Linked DNA regions of Hordeum vulgare: region 1 is linked to region 2. The links are chromatin contacts, called in public Hi-C maps. All regions are on one chromosome and are shown on one strand. Each heading gives the region's core, a stretch centred on a gene start, on an enhancer-like site or on the middle of the called end of the contact. The rest is flanking DNA. Distances are from core to core; before and after follow the strand shown.

The links. Hi-C and Micro-C count contacts between places; a contact is called where the count stands out from the background.
Region 1: a Hi-C map of leaf shows a contact between it and region 2, with 4 times the contacts expected there. The contact joins the promoter of LOC123447672 here to the promoter of LOC123447668 in region 2. A contact is called at or near these places in 2 of 6 Hi-C or Micro-C datasets (leaf and seedling) and 1 of 1 datasets of contacts at active chromatin or transcription factors (embryo).

The regions. Positions count from the first base shown.
Region 1 is chr4H:27,038,780-27,046,471 of MorexV3_pseudomolecules_assembly, forward strand. LOC123447672 reads left to right here and starts at 5,881. Exons shown (of 16, transcript XM_045124299.1): 1 at 5,881-6,165; 2 at 6,631-6,990; 3 at 7,077-7,217; 4 at 7,348-7,480; 5 at 7,558-7,671. The coding sequence starts at 6,100.
Region 2 is chr4H:26,895,436-26,902,664 of MorexV3_pseudomolecules_assembly, forward strand. It overlaps LOC123447668 (calcium-transporting ATPase 3, endoplasmic reticulum-type), which reads right to left and starts at 3,560. Exons shown (of 34, transcript XM_045124294.1): 1 at 3,431-3,560; 2 at 3,267-3,317; 3 at 3,143-3,176; 4 at 2,301-2,318; 5 at 1,243-1,379; 6 at 1,063-1,137; 7 at 556-601. The coding sequence starts at 3,463.

The sequences.
Region 1 (7,692 bases), core at 4,631-7,130, 150 kb after region 2:
GTTGATCAAAGATGGTCAAGGTTTCCTGGCCATGGGCAAGTGTTGTCACTTGATAACGGGATCACATCATTAGGAGAATCATGTGATGGACTAGACCCAAACTAATAGACGTAGCATGTTGATCGTGTCATTTTGTTGCTACTGTTTTCTACGTGTCAAGTATTTATTCCTATGACCATGAGATCATATAACTCACTGACATCGGAGGAATGCTTTGTGTGTATCAAACGTCGCAACGTAACTGGGTGACTATAAAGATGCTCTACAGGTATCTCCGAAGGTGTTAGTTGAGTTAGTATGGATCAAGACTGGGATTTGTCACTCCGTGTGACGGAGAGGTATCTCGGGGCCCACTCGGTAATACAACATCACACACAAGCCTTGCAAGCAATGTAACTTATTGTAAGTTGCGGGATCTTGTATTACGGAACGAGTAAAGAGACTTGCCGGTAAACGAGATTGAAATAGGTATGCGGATACTGACGATCGAATCTCGGGCAAGTAACATACCGAAGGACAAAGGGAATGACATACGGGATTATATGAATCCTTGGCACTGAGGTTCAAACGATAAGATCTTCGTAGAATATGTAGGATCCAATATGGGAATCCAGGTCCCGCTATTGGATATTGACCGAGGAGTCTCTCGGGTCATGTCTACATAGTTCTCGAACCCGCAGGGTCTGCACACTTAAGGTTCGACGTTGTTTTATGCGTATTTGAGTTATATGGTTGGTTACCGAATGTTGTTCGGAGTTCCGGATGAGATCACGGACGTCACGAGGGTTTCCGGAATGGTCCGGAAACGAAGATTGATATATAGGATGACCTCATTTGGTTACCGGAAAGTTTTCGGGCATTACCGAAAAAGTTTCGGGCTCATCGGTAGTGTACCGGGAGTGCCGGGAGGGGTGCCGGGGACCATCGGGAGGGGTGTCACGCCCCAAGGGGTCTCATGGGCTATGGGAAGAGATAAACCAGCCCCTAGTGGGCTGGAATAAGTTCCCACTAAGGCCCATAAGGTTTGAGAAGGAAAAACAACAAGGTGGAAAGAGTTTCCAAGTGGGAAGGTGGAATCCTACTCCAAGTAGGATTGGAGTAGGACTCCTCCACCTCCAATTTCGGCCAAACCTTGAGGGTTTGAGGCTGCCTCTTCCCTCCCCCTCCCTCCTACATATACTGAGGTATTAGGGCTGATTTGAGACAACTTTTGCCACGGCAGCCCGACCACATACCTCCACGGTTTTACCTCTAGATCGCGTTTCTGCGGAGCTCGGGCGGAGCCCTGCTGAGATTAGATCACCACCAACCTCCGGAGCGCCGTCACGCTGCCGGAGAACTCATCTACCTCTCCGTCTCTCTTGTTGGATCAAGAAGGCCGAGATCATCGTCGAGCTGTACGTGTGCTGAACGCGGAGGTGCCGTCCGTTCGGCACTAGATCGTGGGACTGATCGCGGGACGGTTCGCGGGGCGGATCGAGGGACGTGAGGACGTTCCACTACATCAACCGCGTTCACTAACGCTTCTGCTGTGCGATCTACAAGGGTACGTAGATCGAACATCCCCTCTCGTAGATGAACATCACCATGATAGGTCTTCGTGCGCGTAGGAAATTTTTTGTTTCCCATGCGACGTTCCCCAACAGACACTTTGCATGTTAAGAACACTTATGTGGAATATTTTGCATTGCTTAGTGGAAGAGAAGATTATAAATGCATGGCTTAGTGGGATGGTGAGGTGGACACTTTGCATGTTAAGACAATTGGGACCAACTTCTTAAAAATGTAAGAGTTAAATTTATGACTCGCTTATGTGGCAGATTTTACATGTCTGAGTGGGAGAGAAGACTTAAATGCGTTTCTTAGTGGGACGTTGAGGTGGACACTTTGCATGTTAAGAACACTTATTTGGAATATTTTGCATCGCTTAGTGGAAGAGAAGTTTGTAAATGCATGGCTTAGTGGGATGGTGAGGTGGACACTTTACATGCTAAGAGAATTGGGACCAACTTCTTAAGAATGTAAGATATGAGCGATTTACCATGTGATTTTGCTAGCAGAAATAGTAGATAAATCATGACTACCATAGCAATTATAAGACAAGTCATGCGATCATACAAAGAGTATGCAAGTTGCATCTGAAGTGGTGAGTATGAACGAAACATATCTACAACAGAACCTAGAACATGAAGTTTCGACAGGAACTCAAACAAGAAGAACACGAACACGTACTGAGTTGCAGCAGTAGCAGCAGTGGGATTGGCGTTGACGTCATCACCGTCCATGTTGTCGAAGAGGTTGTTGACGTCGGGGAAGAAGTCGTCGTCCGTGAAGTGGTCGTCGGCGTCCGTGGTGTCCGTGATGAAGAAGCCACTAGTCGTGCAGAGCACTCCCCAAAAACCTTATCACCCTTCTCCCGTACAGGACTCAAAGAGGCGGGGTTTCGGAGGCCTACTGTTCCGACCTGCGGTGCATGCCGCAAGCCTGGATGGGGAAGAACTTAGCAGCAACTTAGAGATTGGATCTCGATGACGTGACGAAGATGATGTTCTTGTGTGTCTCTCCGGAAAGGAGCGACCTCTCTTTTATATGCACAGGAGAAGGAGGTGAACATGCAGTGACAGGAGGAGAAGCAAAAGAGGGAGACGAAATGAATAGGCAGCAACCAAAGGGTGCATCGTTCGTATTTAATCTTCACTACATCAAAACTTTTCAGCTCCTGAGCGACATTTCGTATACTAGTCGTGGGTGGCAAACATTTAGTCATCGGCTTGGATCATTTTCACAACCCGCGACACGTCGTGACGAGACGTGGCGCGGCGAGGCGGGCGGCGGCGAAGGAGGAATGCACGTGTATGTCTCTCTTGTTCTCATGCTCATACATGTGAGGAAGCATCCTCCCTTATAAGGAGGTCCAACTCCTACCAAACTAGCAACGTGGGACTAAACTTTAATTCCACATCTTGTCTTGCACGAATGAGCTAAGTAAGTCTCTAGGATTTATTGGGAATTCTAAAAATAATTATTGGGCTAGTCGCTAGCCCATATAGATTAAATTCCAGCAGCTTCTACTACAATGCCCGCCAACTCATTGGAGGCAGCCCGACGACTCCGCCACGGTCGCAGCTCTAAACTCGTTTGTGGTCTCCGTTGTAGCATATCGCAAACACGATTCCGGCATGTCACAAACACCGCTGTATCATTTCCCCCCGCGTGCACAAAAAAACTAGACTCGCCGCCACCATCATTGTAGCTCGCCGTTGTAGCATCAAAGGGATATGGTTCCAACATGGTTGTAGCATCCCATCGTGTAGGAATCCAACTCGCCGCGGTTGTCATTACAGCACGCTGTGGTCACCATTGTAGCATCCACAAGACGTGGTTCCAGCAAAACACGAACTAGAATGTAGATTTATAAAAATGTAGCGCCATCATCCCTACCGTTCGCATAGCACCGGGAGAGTCAAGAACGTCCTCATCGTTGCAGCTCGTCGAGTAGCCGTTTCCAGCATTCCAAGCAATCGGCTCCTAGCAAAACTTCATGACCGGTTGCAACCAAAAAAATGTCAACATCGTGTTAGTAGCAATACTTCCTCACAGTTCCAGCATCTTCCTGGCGGTTACAACATTTACCAAAAAATAAGCCGGTTGAAGCAAACTGGAAGATCGCGGGCCGCAACACCCATTCCTAGCAATGTTTCGCCGCTCGTCCTCCCAGCCCCCGCTTGCAGCAAAAAAGAAAAGAAAAAGAAAATAAACAACGAGAGCAAAAGGAGGTGGCACGACACGGGGTGAGGGCCCAACACGAGACGTCGAAGGAGGAGAAGAAGGACGTTGTACATGTTTGTCGATCGACGCCCCACGAAGGTGATGTGAGGAAAGAGACGAAGCGAGCGAAGAAGATAGTGAAGGATGAGGTGGGTCGATCCAGCGGGTCCTGCGCGACCGGCCTAAGCTTCGGTCGGTCGGTCGGTCTGGTGTGAACTTGTACTGATGACTGCTAGACGTCGGGCGGCCGGCCGAATTTCGGCCACTTGGCCCCATCCGTACGATCAAAGCTGTTGGGGACACACGATCCTCCTCTCCCACCCCATGCGCCTTCTTCTCTAAATTAAACAAATTCCGAACACGCCACCATGGACGAGCGACACGCCCACCGTCAACGGTTACGACCCCTGCCACGGAGCAGAGGTTGTAAGGTAGGCGACGATCGATAGGAGAAGGAAGCGAGTAGGGCATGTGGGCACGAGAGAAGAATAATGACAAGACGTTGCCTTCACCGATCCAGCAGCTACATAGACGGATCCAACGGCCCATGACCTATGAAAATCGGCCGAATAAGTACCCTCATTTTCGTTGCAAAAAAGTACTCATTCGTTTCAAAATAGATGTCTCAGACTTAATACAATTTTAATATAAAACTAAGACATTTATTTTGAGCTCAAGGCGGTAATAAAAAAAACACAAAATGTTTGACACACGGTCGGCGTGGGACCCACCCGCTATCCCATAACGACAAACCGAGCAGAGCAGGAAGAGTAGGCATGCATGTATGCATCCACCGGTAGGCCGCCCACGCACACCATCATCGCAAGTTTGACTCGCATGCACGCGCGCGCACACACACACACAAAAAACAGCCGACCCGATCGCTGGTCATCAAGTCCCGCAGCCACCTCGCCGGATAAGGCGAGTGAGTGGGCCCACGTGAGCCGAACGAACACGGATCTGGATCAAACCATCGCGCCGTTCAGCAGCACGTACCCCTCCTCCTTTTTCACCATATAAAATCGCGCTCCTAGCGCTCGGCGCGTGCTGCTGACGGCTTCCGCCGTTCAGCCGGCGGGCGCCCATTTGGCAGCGGTGCGGTGGGTTTGATTTGACGGGGCGTCGAGGAGGCGGGGGTGGTTGGCTCGGGTCCGCTGACCCAATTATTAGTACGCCTGGGGTTAGCTGAGCCGCAAACCCAACCACAACCAGGAACCAGCGCGTCGCGTCCACGGCCCGGCCCGGCCCGGCCCGGCCGGACTCGTTGTCTCGCACAGGGGTGTCACCGGAGGCTGGCGGGTGGTGATTGTGCATCATTGCACTACTCCGCCGTATAATGTAACGATGCAAGTCCCTTCCTTCCCTCCCCTCCCCTCCCCTCCCCTCCTTTTTGTGGAGACGGAGCACGTAACGCAAAGCGGCGGCGTACGCGCGAACGAACGAGCAAACCCCGAAGCGAAGCACACGGGCGCGCGCTCTGTGCCCGTGCATGTGCAATCACTCCAGCAGAAACGGAAGCCGTCAAAGGTGATTTGATTTATATTTCAAAAAGGCCACAACGGTACAAACAATATATAAAAATAAAACTCCTCGTAAAACGATGATAAAACCCCGAAACGGCTCCGCGTCTCCGGCCCCCCAAGACCCGCGGTGCGCGGCCACCGAACTGAACCGCCCGATGGCGCTTGAGCCGTAAATAAAAAGGCCGTGGCCCCGTGGTGGGGGGCCAGAAATTCTGAGACACGGAAAGGGGGATGAGACTAGAGCAGCGAGGACGGGCACAACTCGATTAGTCGTAAAAAAGAAGAAGATTGATTCCCGTTATTAACCCGGTCTCTGTCTCTGTTGCCGTTCTCCTCCCCTCTCTCTCGTCAGAGCGAGTACTGCCTCTGCCACCGCCACCACCACAACAACAACCAACTAGTAGTAGCCTTCACGACTAAATCCACCACTCACACCCCTCTCTCTCTCTCTCTCTCCCCACCCGCACCCCCACCCCGCGTCGTCTCCTCCTGCTCCCTCCCTTCGCCCTCTTCGGACGGAGCCCGGGGGTAGGGTAGGGTAGGGTAGGGCCTCCACCAAACCCTAATCATCCGGGGCCGGTGACCCGCCCGCCGGCCGGCCGGCCTCGCCCGATCCGATTGGTTGCTCCCACCGACCGCCCGGTCGTCGTTGCCCCCGCGGAGAGGCTGCGCGCGGCGTGAGGCGGGAGGAGGAGGAGGAGGATTCGATTCCGTGCGGACCGGGGATGAGGCGGAGGCTGGCGGGGACGGGGAGGCGGCGGCGGCGGTGAATGGAAGCGGCGGGGCGCTGCGGGGGCGAGCTTGCTACATGGATGCGGCCAGCGGCCGCCGCGGGAGGCTGCTGCTGCTGCTGCTTTCGCTCCTCAGGCTCGAGGTGAGCTGCTGCCTCGATCCGCCCCGGGGGTCAGCCACTGCCCGGGTTTCGCGGATTCGGGCCGGAATGGTCGGGACACCCGGTTCTCCCTGGGACGGAGGGATTTCCGTACGATTCGGTTCGCATTTCGGGGTCTCTCGTGGCGATTCGAGAGGGATTTCGCCTCCCCTTTTCTCCCGTACGTAGGGTTTTACTGTTCCGCCGCCAGCGTGCTTTCTTGGGGAAGGAAGGAAGGGAATGTTTCTCCCGGAGGAGAGCTATTTTTGGGCATCTGGGTCGCAGTTAAACCAGTGGAAGCAGATGAATCGAAGTTTGCCGTTTTGGGCCGGATTGCTTGCTGTTTTGCCCATTCATTTTGCTGATACACTCCTTACCGGTTGTGGTGTTCCTGCTCTGGAGGTTGTGCTGCTGCATTTATATTGGTATACCGATAATTAATTCTTTCATTTCTTGCTCCTGCTGCAGATTGTGTTGATTCTGGTCTGCTCTGGAGGAGCCACTGCGAATTCCGACGACGGGAAATCATTGTCGCTGGAAGGCGCGGATGCTGGAGACAAGGATGTTTACCTTAGCCATTCCTGCATCCACGACGAGATACTGCATCAGCGGCGCCGAGCTGGCCGGAAGGAGTATTCTGTTATGCCACAAGTCTACAATGTGCCCCGAGAGAAAGTGGAGCGCGTAAGAGGCAGGCAATTGTTGGGGGTGGCATCTTGGCGTGCTCCACGGAGCAATGTTAAGAAGCCAATTCGGATATACCTCAACTATGACGCTGTTGGGCACTCGCCCGACCGGGATTGTAAAAATGTCGGTGACATTGTGAAGGTAGGTCTGGCGGAAGCTTATGATCGTGTCAGGAGCTTCTTTAATATCCTGGTTGTAATTCTGAGTCTGCTGTTTGGTTTTGCTAGCTCGGTGAACCGCCTGTACCATCGGCACCAGGAACACCTATCTGTTCTCCTCACGGAGACCCACCATTGGTGGGAGATTGCTGGTACAATTGCACCTTTGAAGATATAGCTGGGGAGGACAAGAAGCAACGACTCCGGAAGGTGCAGTTCTTGTGCTTTTTGGTCGTTTTGTCTGTCGCTTCGGTTTGAAATGTGCCATAGCTTAAAAGAGAGAGGATCTTCTATAGTCATCTTGTTCTACATGCTAAATGCCGAGTTGGATTACTGGCAGGCACTGGGACAAACAGTAGAGTGGTTCAGAAAAGCTTTAGCTGTCGAACCTGTCAAGGGGAACCTGCGGCTCAGTGGTTACTCTGCTTGTGGCCAGGATGGAGGCGTACAGCTTCCCCATGCGTATATTGAAGGTAATTTGCCATTATAATTAGGCTATCTTGTAGCCTTTTTGATCTGGTTCTCCATTGATTGTTCTCCTGAATTGCAGATGGTGTTGCTAATGCCGATTTAGTACTCTTAGTAACAACTAGACCAACAACAGGCAACACCCTTGCATGGGCTGTAGCCTGTGAACGGGATCAATGGGGTCGTGCCATTGCAGGTTTGTAAACTCACTCACATT
Region 2 (7,229 bases), core at 2,310-4,809:
AATTCGTCGTCTTCCAAACCAACCTTTAAAAAAGCTGCAAGTGCAGCCCAACTCCGACTTTAATGACACATGTACATGCACGCAAAGGACATGCACAAAACAAACAGCTGACAGGGACTAAGGTTTGCACAAGACTCTGCTTCTTGACATGGTGTGTCCATGATATTCAGACAGAATCGGATCTTTAGCAGCCTGTGACAATGTATCTAAACCCAAATCCAAAAGTGACATTGGCATCATCAATCTCTCACAAGAGAATGATGCCCTTCTTATGGAACACCTCAACAAGTTCTACGATAACTCGATAAGCACGGCATTCCATGGGTCCAGCTCAAACAAACCAACCTGCTGTGACAAAGCAAGTGGATTTTGTTGACATTTTGAATTTTTCAAGTGGAATGGTTACAGGTACATGTTTCCAATTTCAAAACTGAAGAGTAGATGCAACTCATAGTCATAATTAACAAAAGTTCAATCAGAAGACTGCAAACAAATAATTGTGTGATAATATGCTTACACACTTGAAATGCAATAATCAATTCGGAAAAAAATTACCATTGCGCAGCACTGTTGCAACATCTGCTTGATATGCTCGCAACTCCTGCAGGTTTTTTCATAAGAGAGTCATGTGGATGGACAACAAGAGTTGGCCATTCCAATGCCAATTGTAGTCACACAGTACAAGACGAAGTTAAGTAACTAGCATATGGAGTTAAGATTAACCATGTGCAGAAAAAGAATAATTAGGACCAAAATCAGTACTCTTAGTATTGCTCCAAATATGTGATACAAACTATAAGGGAGTGAAAACAAGAGAAAATGACCAGGGTAAACATGGTGTATCCACGATTATGCATCCAAGAGATTAAATAACAGCCATTTAAACATTCCAAGTTTCACATCGAAGTAATTTGTATGATGTTTGAGGAAAAGAGGGAAACGAGAAAACATAGCCACACATAATATCTCACAGCACGTGCAAAAAGAAAAACATATCAAACAGCAGTAAACCAGATCTAGAGAATTAAGCACGACATTAGAGCCTTGTTCAAAAGTAATAACCTCGAGAGCTTTTTCAGCATTTGTTTCTGTGATCACACCAACTGCTGCATTTGCTGCTAATATCATAAATATGACCTATGCAATCGAAATAAAGGCCATCTTGTTAGTTACTGCCTCCATGTGGCACATGAAAATCATCTTCCTCACATAGGATATATCCCCCAAAGTGGATCAACTTACAGATGGTTCCAAAAATGCTGTTAATCCAGTTTCACCATTCAATCGAGCCAAAAGGAAGGATACCACGGCAGCTGCTATCAATATTTTGACAAGTAAATCATCAAACTGCTTCAAAACTAACTTCCAGAAGGGGGTACCTGGGTCAGAAATTTCACGTTAATAGATGATGAATAAAGGGAAACAAAACTAATTTTCCTTTATCTATTTATCTTCCTTGAAAAACTTATTCATTTGTTCTGGTTATGATTTTATTTACTTATTTGTAAAATCCTCCTAGAACAGAATCTGAGTTAGTCGTTATGAACTTCAATAAACTTAACTTCTATAGCTGGTGGCAAAGAAAACAACAAAGACCCAATACAATATAATTTGGTGATCATCCAACAAGGTATTTGTCTAACATAATATTTGCAAAAGCATGCTACGACAAGTCATCATCCAAGGTAAAGGATGTTCAGGGGTAGTATGAATATTATGTACTCCCTCCATCACAAAATAAATGTCTTAAGCTTAGTACAAATTTGTACTAGAGCCAATACAAAGTTGAGGCAGTTCTTTTGAGACAGAGGGAGTATGCCTTAGGTTATGTCTTGTATCTGCGGAGAAACAGCACAATTGGATGCATTAAACGAGCCCAAAGGGCATATTGATTCAATCCAACACTAACAAATACCTATAAAAGCATACTACTATACTACCCTTAACATTTTTCTACTACCTTACCAAAATAAATCGTTTTTACATGGAAATTAACAAAGGGTAGAGCTTAGACATTTCAATGATACTATCCTTCTCATAAAACATCCAACTTTTAAACTTGCCATATAATCATTAGTATGTCAACTAAGAGGACTCGTAGTTGCAATGCATCCTTGTCAATCCATGGTTCGCTTATATTCAGTTATTCAGAAAGAGTAAATGGGGTAAGACAGAGATAATGGAATACCAAGTACCAACATTTTCTGACGGCAAACACTTTGGAGAAAAGGTGTAACAGGTAATACGAAATGTGTTGCCGTACATAAAATGAACATTAGAAGTTAGAGCTGACAACTTACTTTCTTCTTGGGGCAGCACTGCAGATAATCCATGCACGAAAAGAAAGTGCAGCAATCAGTTAGTGGCCACAATTATGATAACAAAAATCATGTGTGAACACCGCAATGAAAAAGTAGATGATAACATAAATATGTCTGCCCTCAAGAAATTGTGCAGGAGTCTCGACTGAAGCTTTCAAGTTTTACTGAGGAAATGGTAAGGGTCTGAACTACTCCTCCGTCCCATAATGTAAGACGTTTTTTGACACTAGTAGTCACTAGTGTCAAAAAACGTCTTGCATTATGGGACGGAGTAGTACATCCAAAGTATGAAAGCTGTATCAATTCAGTTAAATCAGCATTACAGTGACTTTCAAATTTCATTCCCCGGATTATAAAAGTTGATATGTCTGGGTTATGGCATTGCGTACGTGAAAAAATGTTTATGTCGGTTAATAACAGCAATTATAGGCTGTGGAGTCCCTAGTACAAAAAAAGGACGCATGCAAACCACGCCTCCTTATTTAGAAATGCTCTGGTTTTAGACGGTTCTAGTCGCTAGGAAGTAAGCACCAACGCAAATATACCGAGAATTAGTAATCTGCTTGTATAAATAGCCGCTTTGTGCAAAATAAAACAAAATCTATTCCGATGAATTTGGATAGGATGTATTTCGAGATTGGTGGAAAGGCACCAGACTATTCCTCGTCTGGAGAACTTGCTTACTCGACTCCGACGAAACCACATATCCTTCTCTCCATTTTGTCTACTTACTTATCACAAACAGTTCGGCGCCCATTAATTAAACCCATAATAGGACAATGAACGAATCAAAACGCATAATGCAGTAAGAAGCTCCTCACCATTTTTGCCGTAGCGCAACGCATGCTGCTCCACCTGCCCACACAAGCCAGAAACCAAATCAGTCCCCCATTCCCCGCAACCCAGACCAAAAAAACCACAGCGCGGACGGCTCCGGAGCAGCACCTGCGAGTCGGAGAGGCCCTTGGTCCGGTCCACGCCGAAAGCTTCGAGCACCTGCGAGGACGGGCGGCGACCAGATCCGTGAGAGGCGGCGGGGGCGAAGCGGGGGAGGTCAAAGCTATGGCGCGAGGCGGGGGCTAGATGCGGCGGCGGCGGCGGCGGCTTACCTCCGCGACGGACTTGGCGTAGGCGTCCTCCATGGCCGGCGGCGCCGGCGGGTGGGAGGAGGGGAGGGAGTGATCGCGGCGGTGCGGCCAGGGAGAGGCGGCCGGGATTTTCTCAGCTCGGGTTTTGGCTTTGGGTGTTTTATTTATTTAGTAGCAACGGTGTGATTTGCTCGTCAGGGGACAGGTGGCGGCGGGATCTCTGCTCCGGCTCGGCCGCTGGAGCACGTGGGCCATGGGGAAGTGAAGTGCGAGACAAGTGACGCACGCTTTTCGCCTAGCTTTGCTTCGCCTTCTCGCTAGCCCGTTTTCAGGAGAATCGGTGGGCAGCAACGAGAAAAACAGCCTGCCCCCCGAAAGGCCAAAACGTGTCAAGAAGAAGAGAACAAAACTGCATCCATGTTGGAATTGCTCAAGAAAGAAACAGTCAATAACAGTGTGCAAGACAAGTGTCACAAATTCCACAATTGTTTTGTTTATGTGATAGCTATAATAGCAAGGACGACCCATTTCATCCGCCGTCGTTCGTTTGGGTCCACGCGGACAGAAAAATCGGTCCAACACGCCGATTCAAACGGACGTGCGTCCGCTTTTCGTCCGCGGACCCATTTCGGCCCAATTTTGAGTCTGATTTGGATCGGCGCGGACACAAAACGAACGCGGACGGCGCGCGCGTACTCCTTCCCCTCGCCCGCTAGTCGGTGGCACATTGGTCGTTCTCCATCCCTACCGACAGCTAGCCCTCGCCTCGCCCCCACCCCATCGCCGCCGCCGCCCAGTTTCTGTGCCTCGGCCACCAGCGCCTCCTCCCGTACCTCCCCAAACACCGACACCTACCCACGCCGCCAGCCGCATCGCCGTCGGGCCACCACGGCTTCCCCGACCCCCAATCCGACGCCGTCGGTCAACTTCGTTGTCCACGCCCGCAAGTTGTTCAACAGTTTGCCTCAAGGTACAAATGGACTGCGCCGACGAGTTCTTTTTCCATAATATTTTGTGCAACTCCGATGGTTCCTCATCCGACGATGAGGAGATGCTGCTTGTTGTGTTGGTCCATGACCACCTTAATAGGCAGCGGCCGTTGTTCCGGGGCTCGATTCTGGGGCATGTTCCGGCGTTGAATCGCAACCAAGAGAGCGGTCATTTCCTTTTATGGAAGGACTACTTTGACACAACCAATCCGTTGTTCAAACATCAGAAATTTCGGCGGCGTTTCCGTATGGCTAGGCATGTTTTCAACCGGATTCGAGAGGGGGTGGTCAGATACGATGACTACTTCGAGTGCAAAGAGGATGTCATTGGAAAGATTGGCTTCTCATCTTATCAGAAATGCATTGCAACTATCCGGATGCTTGCTTACGAAGCACCCAGTGATCTTATCGATGAGTACGTGTGTATGAGTGCGTCTACGTGCCTAGAGTCATTGCACAGATTCTGCAAAGTTGTGGTTGCAGTGTTTGGCCCTGGGTACTTGAGAGAGCTGACTGTTAGAGACACAACCCGCTTGTTGGCGACCAATGTTAGGCAGGGCTTCCCAGGGATGCTTGGCAGCATAGACTGCATGCATTCAGAGTAGAAGAACTTCCCTTCTGCTTGGCAAGGCTAGTACAAGAGCCATGTCAAGGCTTGCACTGTCATACTTGAGGTCGTGACCTCTCAAGATCTCTGGATCTGGCACTCTTTCTTTGGCATGGCCGAATCACACAATGATATGAACGTGCTTCAATGTTCGCCGGTGTTTACAAGGCTTGCCAAAGGCAACAACACGTTGTTCGATGTTAACATCAACGGTCACAGCTACAGCAAAGGATACTATCTAGTTGACGGAATCTATCCACAATGGACCACTGTTGTGAAGACAATCTCCAATCCTGTCGCAGAGAAGAGGAAAAGATTTTCCCAAGAGCAAGAGAGTGATAGGAAGGATGTCGAACGTGCCTTTGATGTTTTGCAATCTCGATGGGGCATAGTTAGGTATCATGCTACTGCTTGTGTGATCATGCACAATATGATCGTAGAGGATGAGCGCCCGGAACGTCTCCACGATCAAGGGTTTGGTTTTGAGGGTGACAATGTGGTGCCTCGGCGTGGCGGAGGAGCGGCATCGCTTGCACAGTTCACCCAATTTCATCATGAAATGCGTGATTGGGAAACTCATATTCAGTTTCAAGATGATTTGGTTGAGCATATGTGGGGTCATGTTGGCAACCAATAGATGTATCTTTTTAAGACAATTTAACTTTTATTGAGCTTGTAAAACTTTGCTATATTATTATTTTGGTTGTGGAACTATGCTATTTCATTTGCTTCTGAAAAAATATGCAAAATGTTTGTATTTGTTAAAAAACGGCGGCTAGCCGGCCATGCGGACAAATATGGGTCGGCGCGTTGGGCGCACTGTTGACCCAAATCCTAAAGTGGGCGGACACACAGCGAGCTGGCGACCCAAACGGATGAAAAAAGGATAAAATCACCGTCCGTTTGGGTCGGCCAGTTGGAGTTGCTCTAATGTACTAGTTGTGTTTTTTTTGAACGATCACGGGGGAGATGATCCCCACGTGAATATATTGCCGAAAAAGTTGTCAAAGCCAAGAGTCATCCTTTGAGCTTTGGTTGATCCAGTTCAAAGGAAAACTGGATCAAAAATATAAATAGGTTGACCCCGTTTATGAGGAAAACCGGTAGAAAACCATACAAGTAACAAGATTACAGAAGATGAGAAAAAAAATTGCCACCCACGAGAATGCATGACCTAGCTAGCATGTAGAAAGACCACCACCACGAGAGACACAAGTAGATGTGGGGTGTTGTCAAATGATCACAATACCAAGACTCTGCAAACAACCTAATGCTCCGCACCGGCGTGCGTATCGAGCCCCACGACACAACAAAGGATCAACCATAACCAACGAGTGCCAAACTAAACACGAACCTTGACTGGGAGATCCGCCACGGGCGGTCGAAACGATTAGCAGGTTGGGGAGGCGTCATTGCTTCGTCATTGAGCAAAGGTGAACCAAGACCACTTTTGGGGAAGTTGCATGGGAAACAAAAAAATTCCTACGCACACAAAGACCTATCATGGTGATGTCCATCTACGAGAGGAGATTTGGATCTACGTACCCTTGTAGATCGCACAGCAGGAAGCGTTAAGAAACGTGGTTGATGTAGTGGAACGTCCTCACGTCCCTCGATCCACCCCGCGAACCGTCCCACGATCCGTCCCGTGATCCGTTCTGATCTAGTGCCGAACGGACGACACCTCCGCGTTCAGCACACGTACAATTCGACGATGATCTCGGCCTTCTTGATCCAGCAAGCAAGACGAAGAAGTAGATGAGTTCTCCGGCAGCGTGACGGCGCTCCGGAGGTGGTGAAGGATCTACTCCTGGAGGACTCCGCCCAAGCTCCGCAGAAATACGATCTAGAGGTAGAAATATGTTGTCTACATCTGAGTTGCACGTGGCAAAAGTTATCTCAAATCAGCCCTAAATCACCACTATATATAGGAGGGAGGGGAAGGAGGCTTTCCTTGAGGGCCAAGCCCTCAAGGGTGCATCTGCCAAGGGAGAGGAGGAGTCGTACTCCAATCCTAGTCCAACTAGGATTGGAAAGTGGAGTCCTTCTCTTCCTTCCCACCTCTCTTTTTTTCTCTTTGGTTTTTCTTTCCTTGGAGCATAGGCCCTCTTGGGCTGTCCCACCAGCCCACTAAGGGCTGGTGCGCCAACCCTAGGGCCTTTGGGCTTCCCCTGGGTGGGTTGCCCCCCTCCCGATGAACATCCGGAACCCATTCGTCACTCCC